Linked DNA regions of Gossypium hirsutum: region 2 is linked to region 1. Evidence: chromatin contacts called from public Hi-C data. All regions are on one chromosome and are shown on one strand. The core of a region is the stretch at or near the end of the contact, and the rest is flanking DNA. Distances in the headings are between cores, read along the strand shown. Region 1 holds the start of LOC107912550 (nuclear transport factor 2). Region 2 holds the start of LOC107912538 (peptidyl-prolyl cis-trans isomerase FKBP62).

Region 1 (3,006 bases), core at 132-2,631:
TCCTCTAAGGCATTAACCATCTGGAAATTACATCAAGACTCAAGAGAATGAAAAAAAAAGTTTCTAAGCCCCAATACAACCAACAGTATAAAAGTTGAAGAACAAAGTTGGTTATGCAACCAGTTCTTTTTTAAATTAGAAATTTCTATTATTGAACAGTTTGCCATTTAGAAAAAAGTCCAATTGTTGTACATGCCCTAGGTTTCTATTTTTGCACAAATAGAACCACAACTAGAGTAAGTTTTTACATTACAAACCAAGTAAACCTGGACTTACTAATACATGGCTTTGAAAAGGGCAAAAACATGGTTTGCAGAAAAATTTGAAGAGAAACATAATGACTACAGAACACGCACATTTAAAACATTTGACCCGGGACAAACACACATGCATGAAAGAGACAGAGTGACAGACAGAAAACTCACTTGCATAGTAGTTGTAATACTCATGCCGCCATTTTCTTCGGGGCGGCCAAGTTTGCTGCTATCATGGTAAAACCGGTGAACCAGCTCAGGGGATTGATGTAAGATAAGGTAGTATTGATGAACAAAGGCATTACCGACCTAAACCATCAACAATAGAGAGCAAAACTTAACTTTAAAATAAATAATCACTAAACACATAGACCCACGACAAAAAAAAAAGCAGGTGAGGAACATACAACATCGGAAGTAGGAGTAGCAATTCCAGCAGGGACTTGTTGTTCTACAGATGCCATTGCCGATTTGAAGCCTGCAAAACAACAAAACCTAAATTAAAATACTACTCAAAACCCTAAACCCAAATATTTAACCCCGACCAAATGTCCAAAGGCATAAATCTTTTTCCCCAGTAAATAACCACGAAGAATTCCAACTTATACCTGCTGAACAAGTGAGTATATCATAGGAAAACTTTCCGCTAAAACAAACAGAACCACGAGATCCACGAAACAGTAAGTTTGCAGTTAAAATTCAGCATAATCATATTCCTGGGAAAATTTAAGCATCTTTTGTTTCGCCTAACCTAACAATCGTCGTTGATCTAAGATATATACATTAAAGCAACCAAACAAGAAATAAAAATAAAAAAGTTGAAACATGCGATAGTTTACCTGAGCTTTTAGATTCTTATCGCAAGAACAAAAAGAAAAGAGAGGTGAGATAGAAGAGAGTATTAGGTTATGATTTTCTTTATTTGGATTTGAATTCAGATCGCTTCTTCTTTTGTTCTGATTAATCTTTCTCTCACTCTCACCCCTCTTTGTGGGGGTGGTTTGGCGGGTTTTAGGGTTTTTTTATGATGTTGAAGAGCCGCAGACAGACCGAGGAGCAAGAGAGACTCCTCTGCACCAGGATTTTTTATATTTATACTCCGCAAGCAAAATAAAAATAAAAAAGAGTTAAAAAAGCATATTGGCTTTTGTATTCTTATTCTTTATTCTGATTTCTCCAAAAATTATTCCATTTAACTAATAATTTAATTGTTTTTTAAATAATTAGAGCGATTATTTGATTTAACTTAAAATAAATCAAGTTTTTTTTTTTAGAGAATGACAACATTAAGCGATTACACTAGATAAACCTATAATCAAGAGTAAATAGACATCGATAAACCTATAATCAAGAGTAAATAGACATCTTGCGATCTTTTCTCAGCAAGTTCATGACCGAAGCCGGTGGGGATCTAAATAAACGTATCAAAGAGCTACTTGTATCAGCACATTTAGTCATGTGATCAGCAACACCATTAAGAGTTCTTGAGATATGTCGGATACGAATCTCCCATTTCCGACACAAAACTTGATGTAACAATTGCAGCTCCACTAAACTACTACTAGCTCCTCCACCAGGCAAAAGTAATTCAACCAACAAAGCATTATCACACTCAACTCCAACTTTCCAAAACCCTTTATCCCAAGCTAAGAATAACCCTTCCAACATCGCTCTTGTTTCAACTTTAAAGACTGACTCGTGACCAAAACTCATCGCGTAGCCTCATAACCAATTTGCATTTGAATCTCTAAGAACACCTCCAATAGGAGCCTTTCATTCCAAATTCGACACAACTCCATCTGAATTGAGTTTTATCCAACCCGTTATAGGAGGAGTCCAACTTGAAAGACTCATCATGGTCCCCAAGGATTTCATCTGCATATCCAAATCCCGATAACTCCTAGCCCACATGTAGCCAGTATCCACAATAGCCCCGATATTCCTATGACTATTAGAGAACACACACTCATTTCTACTATTCCAAAGTAGCCAATACAAGATTACAAACAGTGTTTGCCACTCCATTTCTTCATAGTGAAGACTACCTTTATCCTGCAAGTTCCAAACTAACCTTTCCTTTATTGACAAAGAAAAGAAAATATTATGGGCTTGCCGAGGAACCACTATTCGCCATACAGTCATAGCAAAAGCGCAATCCCGAAGAGGATGAATCCTTGTCTCCAAACTAGCAGTACACAAAGGACAAAAACCATCCTTTGTCATATGCCTACGTCTTCTCTCATTATTTGTCAATAATCTATCATGCCATAAAAGCCATAAGAAAACATGTACCTTTTGAGGCGTTGGAACTCTCCAAATCATCTTCCAAATAGCAGCATCATCAAAAACTTGACTAAAGAGATTCTTATAAGTCGCAGATGATGAAAAACCATAATTTTCCATCTATTTCCAAGCCAAGCAATATTGTCCTACAACATTAGATGGGGGTATGATCGCTGCGATCTGTTGAATAATGGGGCGTGGAACGAGATTAGTAAGACAATCCCAATCCTAAAGACCATTCTCAGTCACTAAGTCACAAACGCACAATGTGTTATCAGGTTGATCCAATACTCAATAATATCTTGCAAGGGACCCATCTGCCTAACCTATACATCATTCCAAAAATTCGTCAGACGACCATCGCCAATTAACCAAAAAAATATTACCCACAACTTTTGGCCAAACCCATGATAATGACTTCCACATGAATGAACAGTTGTGTCAAGAGATACAGTTTGGAAGCGCCCCT
Region 2 (3,158 bases), core at 590-3,089, 200 kb after region 1:
AAAGAAAATGATTTGGTGTGAATTTTTGTGGTCAAGAACATATTGGCCTCTAAACTTTTATGGTTAGAATTAATTGTTTACTACCTATGAGGTGTGAGTTTCTTGGTTTACATAAATTTTCATCCCTTTTTGCAGGGGAAACTCACTGATGGAAAGGTTTTCGATTCCAGTTTTGAAAGAGGTGATCCCATTGAGTTTGAGCTTGGTAGTGGACAAGTAATCAAAGGTTAGTTGCCCTTAACAACTAATCCGGATTTTGCTATAACTCAGACAATGAATGACTTGCTCTACTACCTGAATTTTGGTGGTTATATTGTGTGGAGTTCATTCATTGATGCCTGAAAGCGATTATGCTTTTGGCAGGATGGGACCAAGGATTGCTGGGGATGTGCGTTGGTGAGAAGCGCAAATTGAAAATACCTGCTAAGCTTGGATATGGTGAACAGGGTTCACCACCCACCATCCCAGGTAAATTCTTCATTTTTGTTCATATTCCTTTATGCTTCACAATTCCAATGTCGTAGACAGTGGTCCGTTATTCATATAATTGAAGGAATGATGTTATTATGGAAGCTCCTTTACATACTGAATAAAATCTTTGCTTTAAGCTGCTTTGGCTGTTTGTCTATCAGAGGAAACAAAAATTGACGAATTTTTTATTTGCCGAACTTACCAGGTGGAGCAACGCTAATATTTGACACAGAGCTTGTTTCAGTCAATGGGAAGCCATCGAGTGGGGAGGATACAAGTGAAGATGAGCTATAGTTGCTTTGTTCATTAGCGTCAACTTTTTTTTTTATATATTTTACTACGCTTGTTTTCCAGTAAAAAACGCTATTATGATGGCGTAACCTCAACAGGCCTTCTGTCTAGGATTCAGATAATATTTTTGGGGGGTTTTTTTTTTTCCACAAGGAAAACTATTTGTTTGTTAGAATGTTGGAGAAACATTCTTTTTGGATGGTTCTTCCTTTGATTATTATAATATGTGGGCAGATAAGGTGAATTCAACTGTCGAATTAGAACTTGATAAAAGTTGTGCATTTCTGATATGATGACAGGCAAGCTTCAATTTCAAAGGATGAATGAAGGGTAAAATTTCCACAGTTAACAAAGATCACTTGGAACAATTGTGATTGCATTATACATTGTCGTTAAACCAAGTTGAGTCGGTCTCTCCAACAAAATTGAGTACCTGATTTCATCTTCTGATACAAGATAGTGTTCTGTAACAACAGATAATTACTTTAAAGCTAAATTTAGTTTTATTTGGTCAAAATGAAAGTTTTGCTTAATTTAATTTGGTTTTTTACTTAATAACGAAAGATTGAACTCACATTGATTTTATCGAAAGACTTTAATGTATTTTATTGTTTTTAAAATAATTTTAAATAAAAATACTATAATAAGTTAAAAATTTTATGTGTTTTATTTGGCAATATTGCTATTATAACCATCAAAGGAAGCGCGTATTTCCAAATTAAGATTAGAAAGTTGTATATGTTATTAATGATGGGGATGTGATATCTTCTTAACCCTTAAATCTTTAAATTGGAAGGTAATTTTAGCTTTAATCACATTTAAACACACATCTTCTAAATTATTATAATCTCATTACACAAGAATAATACTAATTAAAAAACTTAATCCAGTTCAAATATAAATTGACTAATCTAATGTAAAAGAATGGTAACAGATACGCCGGAGCCGTCCGATCAACTGTAAACCCGCGCACGAGGAACAATTCTGTCAATGCAATCTTTAATCCAGCCCCAGAGAAAAAAAAAAAAGAAAAAAGAAATGAAATATATTTGAATTAAATAAAAAGGAAAATGTGGAAGCATCCTGACCCTTCAAAACCAATCGATCAATCACGTTTCTCGCTATACCCTTACCATGGAAGCCTCTGGAACCTACATTCTCCCATAAAATCCCTTTCTTTGCGTTCCTCCATTTCTCAGCTTTGAAAGCTTCCCTGTTTACGCTCATTGTTCACTTTTCACGCACACATTAGCTCCCTATCTCTTAGCCTCTTCTATTCGAAATGGATGAGGATTTTGATATCCCGCTGGTGGAGGATGTGAATGACGACATTGATCTTCCCGGGGATGTTCCCACCTTGAAGGTAGGAGAAGAGAAGGAGATCGGAACGCAAGGCTTGAAGAAGAAACTTGTTAAGGAAGGTGAAGGTTGGGAGAATCCTGAAACCGTCGACGAAGTTGAAGGTATATGTATCTGAATTACACTATAATAAACAAGTAAAAGCAATAAATAATTACTCTTTCTGTTTTCAAAAATGTTTTGGAGTCTGATTGGTTGTTGTTGTTGGTACAGTTCATTATACGGGGACGTTGCTGGATGGAACTAAATTCGATTCAAGCCGTGATAGAGGGACTCCTTTCAAGTTTGCTCTCGGTCAAGGTAAATAAAGTTCACCCCTTCCTCTTTTGAATATTTCTGAAATCAATTTTAATCTGATTTATATTCAATTAGATGTTGAAAAATATATGTTTGATTTTAGTGTTTTGCATTATTAATTAATACGAGTCTGAAGCATATGTTTTTCAGTAACACGTGCTTAAAATTTACCCAATACGTCAACATTGTTTCATTTCTTTTCCTGGAAATGCGTTTAAAATTTTGGAACTTAATGTTAAAACCATGGCGAGTTTCTGAAGTCCTACTAGTGTTCCTGCTGTTCGAGTTTCATTGTTTTTGTGCTCCGTTTGGAATGTGATAAGAGGAATTTCCTTGAATCTTAGTGTTTGTTTCGCTTGGAGATTGGCAATACCAAAATACGGGATTCATGGATTTATTATTTTCACTGTAATTAGATTCATTTGGCCGATTAAATTAGTTCTGTCTTCTGATGATCATATTCTTGAGGTTGATCTATAGCAGGAGTTCAAGGTGTGTCGCATTTGGAAATTCGATTACTTTATTGTCAAGTTTCTGTTTAGTTTTGGACTTCAATATGGAATTTCTGCTTTCTTTTAATGTTTGCAGGACAAGTTATTAAAGGATGGGATGAAGGTATTAAGACAATGAAGAAAGGTGAGAATGCTATTTTTACCATTCCTCCTGAGCTGGCATATGGTGAATCTGGCTCACCGCCAACCATTCCTCCTAATGCGACCCTCCAATTCGATGTTGAATTG

What was found. A called contact is a pair of places that touch in the nucleus more often than the background predicts.
Region 2: a Hi-C map of leaf shows a contact between it and region 1, with 2.5 times the contacts expected there. The contact joins the promoter of LOC107912538 here to the promoter of LOC107912550 in region 1. A contact is called at or near these places in 3 of 34 Hi-C or Micro-C datasets (all in leaf).

Annotation. Positions count from the first base shown.
Region 1 is chrD11:14,722,780-14,725,785 of Gossypium_hirsutum_v2.1, forward strand. It overlaps LOC107912550 (nuclear transport factor 2), which reads right to left and starts at 1,382. Exons shown (of 10, transcript XM_016840769.2): 1 at 1,094-1,382; 2 at 662-732; 3 at 426-563. The coding sequence starts at 718.
Region 2 is chrD11:14,923,024-14,926,181 of Gossypium_hirsutum_v2.1, forward strand. LOC107912538 (peptidyl-prolyl cis-trans isomerase FKBP62) reads left to right here and starts at 1,840. Exons shown (of 12, transcript XM_016840750.2): 1 at 1,840-2,225; 2 at 2,335-2,421; 3 at 3,007-3,158. The coding sequence starts at 2,045. LOC107912539 (peptidyl-prolyl cis-trans isomerase FKBP15-1) reads left to right here. Exons shown (of 6, transcript XM_016840751.2): 4 at 136-226; 5 at 364-468; 6 at 677-1,011. The coding sequence ends at 765.